Linked DNA regions of Mus musculus: region 1 is linked to region 2. Evidence: chromatin contacts called from public Hi-C data. All regions are on one chromosome and are shown on one strand. Each heading gives the region's core, a stretch centred on a gene start, on an enhancer-like site or on the middle of the called end of the contact. The rest is flanking DNA. Distances are from core to core; before and after follow the strand shown. Region 1 overlaps Adarb2 (adenosine deaminase, RNA-specific, B2). Region 2 overlaps Pfkp (phosphofructokinase, platelet).

Region 1 (6,272 bases), core at 308-2,807, 1.8 Mb after region 2:
ACATACAAACACCTTCATACATATATATATACAACATATAAACACACATATACACACATTCACTGTTGTTGTATAGTTCTAAAATATATCAGAGACTTGCAGTTTTGTGAGGGGTTTAATTCATTCATTTTATGTTATGTTTCTGAGTGTTTTCCTTGCATGTATGTACTTGCTACTTGTGAAATCCTGGTTCCCTTAAAGGCCAGAAATAATTATTAGATTCCCCCTAGAATAGTAGTTACACATAGTTGTGAGCCATGATATGGGGACTGTGAACCAAACTTGGTTTCATCTGTAAGAGGCACAAGTATTCTTCAGCACTAAGTCATCTCTCCAGCCATGTTCTGGGCATTTTTAAGTAGTGCCATGCTTTTTAGCACTTAGTATGGCCTGTATAGCATGGACTGTCCATCAAGGCCTACAGTAGACAGTAACAATGCTTTCATTGCCTTGTCCTGCAGAATCCTGTTCTCCCATCCTGGGGTCTTCCTGACTTCCTGCCGTCTGCATCCTCATCCTCTAGTCATCTCACAGTCCAGCTTCCAGTCATAAGATGCATGCTGTGAGACAACTATATCAGGCTCCTGTCAGCAAAATCTTGTTGGCAAATGCAATAGTATCTGGTTTTGGTGGATGTTTATGGGATGGGTCCCCAGGTGCAGCAGTCTCTGAATGGTCATTCCTTCAGTCTCAGCTCCGAACTTTGTCTCTGTAACTCTTTCCATGGGTATTTTGTTCCCCCTTCTAAGAAGGAATGAAGTATCCATACTTTGGTCTTCCTTCTTGAGTTTCATGAGTTTTGCAAATTTTATTTTGAGTATTCTAAGTTTCTGGGCTAATATCCACTTATCAATGAGTGCATATCATGTGTGTTCTTTTGTGATTAGGTTACCAGGGCTGGGGAGCAGAGGGAGCAGGAGGGTATAGGGGATTTTCGGAGAGGAAACTAGGAAAGAGGATAGTATTTGAAATGTAAATGAAGAAAATATCTAATAAAAATAACACACACACAAAGATGCATCCTGTGGTACCTCCTCCATTCATAAGATGCACACCATGGGTACCTCCTCCATTCATAAGATGCATGCTGTGGGTACCTCTTCTGTTCATAAGATGCACACACAGTGGGTACCTCTCTCATCTCTGCCCCAATCTTGTACTTGGACAGAAACCTTTTCAGGCTAACAAAGAGTTGCCATCGGCTGCTAGAACAAAGCAGTAACCCTGTGGAGCATAAAACAACTGAGATGCATAGTTCTCATAGTTCTACAGGTCAGAGATTCAAAATTCAAAGTATCAACAAAGCTGCATTATCTGCAAAAGGTAGAGGAGGAGTCTTCTAGGCTCTTTCCACTTTCTGAAGATCTACCATTACACTCTAATCTTTGTTGTCACAGCCTTCTCCAAACAGGTCTCTGACTTGATGCTAGCTGTATTGACCCCACACAATAACATCTGTAATGAACATATACCTAAACAAGGTCAAGTTCTGAGCACATAACAACTGGCAAAACGCCTTATCTGTTATCTGTGAAGGGAAGGCACATAGTATAACCCACAGTAACCACTACATGAAGTTCCCGCCCAGCTGTGGTTGCCCCCTCCCCCACTTCCTGTTTTATTCCTCTGGAGAGTAGTTACTAAAACCTGACCAACCTGTTCTTTCTCATATTTGATTCACACAATCTCGCTGCCTGAATCATACTATTTAACCTAGATTAGCTCTTAACTCATAGGCAATTCTCCTGCCTCAGCTTCCAAATGCTGAGACTAAAGGTGTGATCCACCATATCTGATACAACCCAGTATGTCTCGTTCAACACTAAATTTTATTTCTACACGGGGGCTGGTTGATTTTTGTCAACTTGAAATAACCTGCAGTTAAGTGGAAGGTGGATTCTTGATAAAGAAATTACTTCCAACAGATTTCCTGTAAGCAAGTATGTTGGGCAATTTCTTCAATGATAGGTTGGGGAGGGCCCAGTTCACTGTGGGTATGCCATCCCTGGGCAGACAATCCTGTGCAGGGTAAGCAAGCAGGCTGAGCAAGCTAGTGGGTAGAAAGCCAGTAAGCAGCATTCTTCCATGGCTTCTGATTCCGCTCCTGCCTCCAGGTTGCTGCTCTGAGTTCTCATCCTGACTTCCTTAAGTAATGGAGCGCATCCGGAGAGCTGCAAGCTGAAATAAACGCTTTCTATGTGACTTTTATCTTAGCAAAAGAAACATAACTAAGACCATATGCGTCTTTATTGTATTTTAAACTCAGTTCCCCAAGTCAGAAAGCAGAGACAGAAAGAAAACCATTGAATGAGGGATCAATACCCACATTACAAACTAAGCAGTAGAAGTTACTGAAGGCTAAGAGAAAGAAATAACAATAACTTTCGTTCTGAAGCATTTCCCAAGCCATCAGTAGCTCTCTTTTGTCTTTCCCCCCATTTTGTTTTGCAGTGATCCAGACAGGCCAGCAAGAGAAGTGTTTCCTACTTTTTAACACAGTAAGACTGAAACTCAGAGGGGTGCCCCACTCAGCTGAGAACCACACAGGCAGAACATGAAAGCCAGCCTTTCGTCTTGGTTTTTGATTTTCATTTTCTTTTTCTCTTTTTCCTGAAATCTTATGTCAAAGAAATCTACAACCTTGTTGTGAGGTGGGGTGGAGATGGGAGGGTGTTTGAGTAGAGAGGACCACAAGCTTCGAGCCAGATGTAGGCTAAGGGCGGGAGTTTTTCAAGTTCACAAGGCTCATCAAGTCTGATTTTGCTCATTTTATTTTTGTTTTTCACAAACTGGATGCACCTTAGCTCTGGACTTTTTAACTAATTGGAACCACTAATTGTCAAGAAGAATGACAATTGAGTTGACAAAGTTTCAAGTCAAATGGGAAGGGCTTTCCTTCCTTTCTAGACTTGCTATCAAGGGGTTCTTTTTTTTTTTTTTTAATCAAATAAAGGACATTGGCATATTCTGTAGATGCCAAAATGCTAGGTGTCAATGTGATTATATAAAACAGAATAACAACAATAGCAACAAAATGTTTCCACAAAAAAAAACTTGCAATGTTGTAAGAGCTAGAGAAAGATTGCTTGAGACACATATTCTTTTATTATTAGCAAATATGACATGTTCCTTCAGAACTCAGTGTCCATACTCCCTTCCCCTAAACATGAGGTTAAACACAGTCTCCTACCTGCTTACATGGGAGCTTCCCAAAGTGACAGCTATGCTAGCTTTGAGAAAACAAGGCAAGATGCAAGTGCAGCTCGTGCTTGGGTTATTTCAGTGTTGCTATTACCTTGACTGAGCCAACCACTTGATTTCCTTGATTCTCTTTCCCCAGAAGAATTATTTATTGATAGTTCTTCAATTTCTTTCATACATGTGCACAACATACTGTGATCATATTCATACCTGTCCATTACGCTTTTATCCCTCCTACTTAGACTCTCTTTCATGTCCGTGTGTGTGTGTGTGTGTGTGTGTGTGTGTGTGTGTGTGTGTGTACATATGTGTGTGTATGCATGTGTGTGCTTGTTGTGTTCATGTGTGCAAATGTGGGTACATGTGTGTGTATGTATGTTCATGTATGTGTGAATGTGCATGTATGTGCATGCTGTGTACATGTGTGCACATATGAGTACATGTGTATGTATGTGTGTGCACATACAAGTCTTATGTAGGTAATCACATTAATTAGATTGCAAAGTAGTAGATTTCCTCAGGTATTTTCACACATACTTAGTTTCAGTTGGGCCACTCATTCCTCGCTCACATCCATTTCTCAGCTTCTATTACTGGCTTACATCCTTCTTCAGTTTTCCCGCTTCCATTTTCAAATCACAGTGTTCTATTATGCCCCCCAAACACCTCCACATGTCCCTTCCTTTTGAGGTCATAGGTTGCTTGACGGTTTCCTGGTCTCTATATACACTCACTCCCATACCAAAATAACTATATAAAAATTAGAAGCTGGGACGCACGTATGAGAAAGAGCATACAGTGTTTGCTTTTATCTTTTCCAGTTTCATTCATTTCCCTGAACTCTTCATGATTTCAGTTTTCTTTATGGCTGAATAAAATCCCATTGTATATCCGAACCACATTTTCATGACCTATTCATCTGTTCTTGGGCTTCTCAGCTGATTTCATTTCTCGCTTTTGTGACTAGAGCAGCAGCAAACATGGATGGGCACATGTGTACGATATAGAGTCCTCTGGTGTGTGTCCACAAATGCTATAGCTGGATTGTATAGTACTTCTTGTTTTAGATTTTTGAGAGACTTCTGCACTTACTTCTATAATGGTTGCATCAATTTACAACAGAGAACGAACCCCTTCTCTATCCTCCCTCGTCAGAATCTGTTGCCATTTGTCTTCTTGATGATAGCCATCTGACTGGGCTGAGACAGAATCTCAGTGTAGTTTTTAACTTGCATTTCCCTGGTAGCTAAGAATGTTTAACAGGCTTTAAATATATTTCTTGGTCATTTATATACCTTCTGAAAATTCTCTGTTTAACTCATTTACCAATGTGTGTGTGTCTGTGTATGTGTCTGTGTGTGTGTATGAATGCATAGAAGTGTATGTATGTGTGGCACATGCCTGCCTATGGTGTGCATATGCTGTGGTTTTTGTACCTGTGTATTTTCAGAAGCCAGTGGAAAATATACACACCTGGCTCTGTCACTCTCTACATTATTCTTTGAGTCATAGTTTGTCTCTGAACCTTAAGCTAGGCTTGTAGCCAATAAGCTCCAACGATCCCCTTGTCCTGATTCCCACAGGGCTGGGTACCAGGTGTGCACACAGTCATGCCCATCATTAGCCTTTTTTTCCCCTTTGGTTTTTCGAGACAGGGTTTCACTTTGTAGACCAGGCTGGCCTCAAACTCAGAAATCTGCCTGCCTCTGCCTCCCAAGTGCTGAGATTAAAGGTGTGCGGCACCACCACCCAGCTCTAGCCTATTTTTATTAGGTCATTTGTTTTCATTTTAAATACTGCTTATTAGTTCTTTGGGGCTGTCATGTTATGTATTTTGAACATATTTTCTACCCCCTCTGTTTCTCCCCTTATACCCTCTCAACCCCCATCCTTTCCTTTCCAACTTTAAAACTAGTTCTCTCTCCCTCTCCCTCCCCCTCCCCCTCCCCCTCTCTCTCTCTCTCTCTCTCTCTCGCTCTCTCTCTCATACACACACACACACACACACACACACACACATGTCTGTCGATGGGTCTCTGCACCTCCTTCCATCTACTGCTGGAAGCCACCAATCGATGGATATAGAAGAATAGCATTAAGAATCATTTCATTGATTTTTTTCCCAGTTTTGTTTGGTTCTACCCTGGGTCTCTGGACTATCCAGTCTCTGATCCCTGACAATTCAGGCAGTCTAAGGCATGGGATTCCTCTGGTGCCATGCACCTCCAGTTAAACCAAGCATTGGTTGGCCCCTTCTACACGTTCTAAACCATCAATGCCCCAACTCATCTTACAGGCAGGAAACACTGTAGATAGAGGATTTGATGTCCATGTTTACCTTCCTGTAGCCTACAGAGTACCTTCTCTTGCCAATGAGACTCAAATGTAGGGATAAAGGCTGCAAGCCCACACCAGCTCAACCTCTCTATGCTCAATGAGTTGAGTAGTTCTTATCCTTGGCAAGGACTCCCATGAGTTTTCAGAGAGTGGCCTTCTTTTTCTACCATCAGCCTGGGTTGTTTAGGGATTTCCATGAGACCCACCACCCAGTCTGCAACTCAATGAAGTGTAACCCAGTCCCACCACTGGAAGCCTCACCTGGCTACAAAATGTGGCCAGTTCAGACTTCATATCCTTCATACTAATAATCCTCACTAGGGTCTCACTCTTAACTCCAGGAAGTTTCTTCTGCACTAATTTCCACACCACTCTCTCCCTCCAGCCCTCCAATCCATCCATTCCATAGTATCCAACAGTCTACCTGCAGAATCTATTATATTTTTCCTTCCCACAGAATGCCTCTAAGTAGGCCAAAATCATCTAATACCTTTGCCAAAGTGTAGCTGTGCTATTGCCTATATTTTCTTATGGTGGTCTCTTAATGATGCTTATTTGAGAAATTTAGCATTAAGCTGACTTAAGGCAAGGCATATTGAGATAAATGACATAATAATGATATAATGATAATTATTTAAAAACTCATTTTTCCATCTTTATTGACTTCTCATTTTTAAAACTCTGGGAATGACATTATTGTCTTCATTCTTCTAACACAAATATAAAACTCTATT
Region 2 (6,156 bases), core at 1,432-3,931:
GGGGAGCAAGAAGATAAGCTTGAAGAGAGGAACAGGAGAAGGAAGAAAAGTAACAGGGAAAGGGGGTAAAGGAGCAGAGAGAAGAACCCACTATTTAACCAATACTAATCTGTTTAACTGTTCCAATCATCTGGTGATCTTGAAAGTTCTGGGTAGACTGAGAAACTGGAACATACATTCAACAATGTGTTTTATAAAAAAGAAGAGGAAGGCCAGTGATATGCTTGGTAGGGTAAGGTATGGTGCGGTGGAAGGGGGTGCCTCTGCTGGCCCATGCTGAGGCATCCCTTCCCCCTGAGGTACCAGCCACATGAAGGGTATATATAGAATAGAGTTTATTTAGGGCGTGGGGAGGGAAGATGAGCAGAGTAGTAGAGACAGACACAGAGAGAGAGAGAGAGAGAGAGAGAGAGAGAGAGAGAGAGAGAGAGAGAGAGATGAGGCTGGCTATGAACGGAGGGGGTAGGGGGAATGGGGAGAGACGAGACAGAGGGGGAAGAGAATTAAAGAGCAAGAGAGTGAAGAGGGGGCAAGCAGCCCCTTTTATAGTGAGTCAGGCATACCTGGCTGTTGTCAGGTAACTGTGGACTGGAGCCTAGAAGAAATGCTAACATACATGAAACAACACGTTGCGATGAATCACTAAATGATGCTTAAAAACAATCCTGGGCACCTTTTGCATTCAAATCAAATAGATTGGGACTAGAAGTCCCCAGTGAGAGGGACTGTGCCTCCAGGGAACATGGCCATCTCCGAAGGATCTAACTATTGGGAGGAGGTGCTTCTGGCAACAACAAGGTAGAGGAAGGATGCTCCCTAACACCCTGCGGTGCACAGTACTTCCATTGCCCACCCTAAAAGATCTGTCCCATCTCAGCCGCCACACAGTGCTGACTCAGTGCTAGGTCAGCTCATGATTCCCAGAAGGTCCGGGAGTACATCAGTTCGGTCACATGCCTCCGTTCTGGGCCTGGCCGCAGACCAATGGAGTCAAAGGCAAGCAAGTCTTTGTGCCCTGCAACCAGCCGGCAGCCAGCCCCTTTGGAGCTAGTGCTCAAAACCATTCCGCATGTTTCTACCAGTGAGGGGGAGAGAAAGATCACCTTTGTTTTCTTCCTGCCCTTTCTTCACTATTTTCCCTCCCCTCACCTCCCCACCACCCCGATTCTTTTCCTGAGGTTTGGAGGCAAGGTCTTATCTGAGACTGGCCTGGGACTCACTAGGTAACCAAGGATGCCTTTGAACTCCTGAAGCTTTCCTGCCTTCATCATATCCAACACAGCTATTGCTCCCAAGGGTTGAATGAAGACGCAGGGTCAAAGGGTTAATGCCTTCCTTCCCAGGCCCTGACGGGGCTGCTTGCTGTGGCTGCACAGGCTCCTACTTTATCCTTGGAAGAGGTGTGCTAGGATTCTAAAGCTTTGGATTGCAAAAGGCAGCATGGCTGCGACTGCATGTGTGACTCAGTGGAGGCCATCCCTGGAGGTGTCAAGTTCTGTACAGAAAGGTACAGCCAGCCCCTCACACCAGGTAAGCTGAGCCAGAATAATTTCCAGCCTTATTCCAGGTCACCAGGGCTTTGCTGTCAAGCACGTGGGTAAAAGCTAACAGATCTGGGGGTGGGGGGCTTTTTTGTGTTTTAAAATTAGAGAAGTGAAAGTTTTACATCTACACTGGATGATGACGCTCCACATTACTCAGGCACTGCTTATTGCCACTGAAGGAAAGAATCTCATACATGTGCCGAGTCCTCCGGCATCATCGCCTCCCTCTCACAACGAACAAGGCTTCCAGAGTCTCAGACTGAACATTTACTCGCTTCCCCCAGCTCAGCAGCTAGCGGGTTCAAAGAGTGCATAAGCCAATCCAATAAACCCTGCCTTACAGTCATATATTGTTAGTTCTGTTTCTCTAAAGAGCTCAGAAAACAATACTGTAGAGGATAAATCCAGTTAGCCTCAAAAGAAAGATTAAATGTCTTCTGTTGTAGGCTGACAAGATGTTCTCCCTCTCAACTCTTTAATTTGTGAAATCTGTAGAGTCTAGTCGCCCCAGGTCTGGAGTTATGTAAATACCATCAGAACTCAGACAGATAAGACAGACAGATAAGACAGGATTCGACAGAGCAAAGTACAGACACACAAGACGCAAGAATTACAGACACAGGGCAACTGAGGAACTGAGAGTTTACCAGGTAGCAAAGTTAGACCCCACACACAGACATCAGCTTGTAGTCTCTTCCCCAACTAACACTCAAACCAGAGTGGACTCTTTATGGAACAGTGGGCTTCTCATAATTGTTAGAATGGGACCAACCGATTCTTCAAAGTTGAGGGTTATCGTATCCATTTTAAAAGGTGTTAGACAGAGTTCTGCTGCTACCACCTGGCTGCCAGGTACAATAATCTCTCTAACAAAACTGTCTTCAAGCAATGGCAAATGTCCTTCTGTATAAGTCAGCCCTAAGGTAAACTTGGGGGCGGGAGAGGGGTCACAAGGCAGAGCTCCTTCTGTCCCTGCAAAGGACTGAACAGTAACTTGGGGAAGGACAACTGTTTGGGGAGCATTCGGTTTGACTATGAAATAACAGAAATAACTTCCTTCCTTCCCTCATATGCCCTACTGAGCCCCCAGCAAGATCAAAGCAGTGACTCACGTGGGACTCTCTACTTTCCACTAGGTGCTCGGCTGCACGCAGCAAGAGCAGAGGACACCAGGGCTATGGCCTGAGTAGAAATCACATGGGCTCCTGAGAGAACGTTCTGTAGACTCTAAGTCATAGTGAATTTGAAAGTGCTGCTAATTTTAACAGGAAACCTCATCTGGCGCTGCTCCAACCCCAAAGAGCTCATGAAAGCCACATTTACTTATTAAGAACTGCTCTGCTCTCGGCCAGAATGCACAGTTTTATCACAAGGCTCAAGGCAAAAGAGAGTGAGAGAGAGAGAGAGAGAGAGAGAGAGAGAGAGAGAGAGAGAGTGAGAGAGGTGGGGCGCGTTGGGGGTGGGGGGAGTGTTGGAGGAGGTGAGAGTAGCTACCTCTGTTCACAGGCAAGCTCTGAAACAGAAGCAGAAGGAACAATGTCGAGATCCAACTGAAACGTGGGGCTGACACTTGAAGCCCAGTGGTCCTAATGGATAAGTCAGCCGTCCCCCCATAGCCCCTGCCACACTCTCGGGGCAGGCGGCAGAGGAGGAAGAGAGCTTATGGTCTGTGTGGCTTGGATCCTAATCTATGATTATACCTCACGGAGCAGAGCAAGGGATGGCAGCAGTCAGGACCAGAGCCCAGGAATGGAAATTCACAAGGCAAATTTGACCTTCACGTGTTCCAAACAGTAAGCGCCAATGCGGTCAGAATGGACTAGGGGCTAGAACCACCGCAAACTGCCCAAATGTAAGAAACAAATTGCACGCAGCCACAGAGTCTGAAAAGCAAATTAAAACACAAGGGTCGAGGAAACCTCTACCAAGCAAATGATAAACACACGGTGCAGTCGTTTTACAAAAGAGAAGTCGCATGAGTATACCAGCAATGAGACACCTGCCTGCAGGCATCTGATGTCATCACTCGGGAGCCATGGGGTTCAGAGTTAGGGTTGGAGGGGCTTTCAAAAAATGCTTCTGCAGCTAGAGGTATCTATCACAATGGTCATGGCTTTTAGCCGATTGATGCCATCATCTGTGGACCAAGGCACAGATCTAAAACAGAATTTTAAGTAGTAACGTAGACCTGAAAGTGTTTAGACAGTTTTTAAGTAGTGAGGAGTAACCTAAATGGACGAGTGACATAGGAATCTTACACATCAATTTGATGGGGCACTACCCCTTTTGCTTCTAGGGCAATTCCCCTGTCTCTCTGCCCTCCTACCTTGTCACAGTACTAAAGGGATTATAGATGGGTGTGACCACAGTGGCTTCTACAAGACTTCTGTGAAATCACATTTGGGTCCTGTTACTTGTGTGGCAAGCTCTTACCCCACAGAGCCATCTCCCCGGCCTTGAACTGATTGTTTAAAAAAAAATAGTTCTCTTCCTTTTTGGGCTCCAGTTTACAGATATAAAAATAAAATCCTGCTCCTTATATATAGTTCTGGAGATAGAGCGACTCGGTACACGTTGGTTCCTTCTCGGGTGCTCCGTATTTCCTAAGCAGCCAGGACCACAAGCCCAGGAGACATGGAGCAGTTCAGGGTGGCCAGTAACTGTTACTTAGTTTCAGTGTGTGTTAGTACTAGAGATAATGGATTCATTGTGGCACTTCCCTACATATTTCTCCTCATTCATTCCCTTCCTCTCCCCAGAGTCCTCTTAACCCCTCTTGCTACCACCCCTCCCCCAACATATCTCTGCGGTCCTCATGTCACAGACATTTTGTCACCTTCTCCCTTTCCTGTTCTATGCCTTTAGATGTCTTTCTAGTTTCATATCACACGCACACACTTAAAATCTAAGATCTGCAGGAGAACAAATTTGTTCATCTTTCTGAGGCTAGTTTATTTCACTTAACATGAGGATTTCCAGTTGCAGTTGTATCCACTTCCAGGCAAACTCATGACATCATTTATTTGTGCACTAATAAAATTCCATTAACCCAGATTCTTCACTGTGAAGCCAAGACATGAGCAGGTGCTAGGGTGTGGTGTCAGCTTCACATTAATGACAGAAAGCACAAAAGGGACGTCTTTCCGTTTCTGGCACTAGTCTTTGAAATCCACTCACAAGCTGACATCCTCAGAATCATTGACCCGGGAATCAAGACCAGGAAGTTGATCCCAGCCTGACTTTTGTGCTGTCTTATCTCCTTCTCCCTGTCACTTCTGAGGCTCAGCCAAAGGAGGAGGCAGCAAGAGAGAGACCAGGGCTGTGAGCAAGTGGGTGGTGCAAATTCCTGAGTTAGAGAAAACGCCAAATGGGAAGCAAGCACTGACCTCATATATAAAGTACACTTTGGCCCCCGTGTAGATTCCCATGCGCACCACAGCGCGGACAGCAGCATTCATGCCTGTGGAAGGAACAGAAGCAGTTGTCAGTAGAGCTTGAGGCCCTAGTTCACCTAGTCCTAGGTAAACTGCGGAACTGCCTATGCTCCCTGTTTCCTCGTGGCCTGTGACTATGACACATACCTCAAGGATTAGTAGAGTGAATACAAACCTGGAAACCAAGTTACCCAGCATATTGGGGTTCATCGGAGGGTGGGGCTCACATTGAAAAAGAGCCTGGGATATTTTAAGTTCAGAATATCACTCATCAACTTTCTTGAGACTAGCTGGAGGCTGAATAAAGCTTGCAGCTCCTTTGTCTCCTGAGTGCTAGGATGGCGGATGCCTGCTCTGCAGTACAGAATGTTAAGCAACTCCAGACAGACACTAAGGAAAACAGAGGGCAGATATTGACGGCCAGATTCAAAGAAGTTAATAACGAAGGGGGCAATGGGGCTGTGGCTTGAGGAGAAGCTGAATAACTATGTATTTCATCCCTGGCCATCGGTGTGACTTTACAAAAAAGTCCTAAGTACAAAACAAGTCATACCATTTTTATTAGAAGAGAAAGTAAGACAAGCCAACCTCCTGCAAATCTCCGTCCATCCTCAGGAGAGACCAGGGTTCCACACTTTAAAGAGCAGCAGTGGACAATGTGTTAGCATGAAAAGGCCGGAAGCTCACATCTACTTTCCACTGAGGTAACAGTTTTTGGAAACTGAGAACTGGCTTTCGTGGCCTGCCCCGTGGTGTAACAGTTGAAGGCTCTTGCATCATCTTAGCTCAGGGTCAAAGGCCCAGCAGGAGAGAAGGAACAAGTAATATAATAAGAGCCACGCCCAGCACGGATGGAGCCTTTAGCCTCAGGATGGAAAGCAAAACTGGGCTCTCAGCCAAGTTCCTCTGAGCCCACCATTCTCTCCAATTCTCCCACCCTATGTCTTGACATTTGGGGAGACAAATCTCAGACATAGACATGCTAGACTACAGAAAGATGACAAAGGGAGTGTTTAACTGAATTACGTACACAAACAAAATGGGAGCTGGGACAACAGCTCCATCCAGAAGTGGCTGCTTCACAAACATGAGGGCCTGAGCTCTGAGCCCTGCCATCCATGTAAAGAGCTGAGCACCACAGAGTGACTGTACTTCTGATGACAAGGTGAAGACAGGAG

What was found. A called contact is a pair of places that touch in the nucleus more often than the background predicts.
Region 1: a Hi-C map of CD8 T cells shows a contact between it and region 2, with 3 times the contacts expected there. The contact joins two enhancer-like sites. A contact is called at or near these places in 2 of 39 promoter capture datasets (cranial neural crest and hippocampal neurons) and 1 of 484 Hi-C or Micro-C datasets (CD8 T cells).

The regions. Positions count from the first base shown.
Region 1 is chr13:8,455,519-8,461,790 of GRCm38.p6, forward strand. The region is part of intron 1 of Adarb2 (adenosine deaminase, RNA-specific, B2); the gene reads left to right. Among named protein-coding and RNA genes, the nearest start is that of Adarb2, 260 kb to the left of the region's middle. Within about 2 kb of position 1,558, at least 43 of the 459 cell types and tissues checked have an H3K27ac peak or open chromatin away from gene starts, as enhancers often do. A contact at or near this core is called in CD8 T cells, where this site is marked.
Region 2 is chr13:6,630,995-6,637,150 of GRCm38.p6, forward strand. It overlaps Pfkp (phosphofructokinase, platelet), which reads right to left. Exons shown (of 22, transcript NM_019703.4): 2 at 4,931-5,004. It overlaps Gm35730 (a long non-coding RNA gene), which reads left to right. Exons shown (of 3, transcript XR_382032.3): 1 at 1-1,530. Among named protein-coding and RNA genes, the nearest start is that of Gm35730, 6.3 kb to the left of the region's middle. Within about 2 kb of position 2,682, at least 128 of the 459 cell types and tissues checked have an H3K27ac peak or open chromatin away from gene starts, as enhancers often do. A contact at or near this core is called in CD8 T cells, where this site is marked.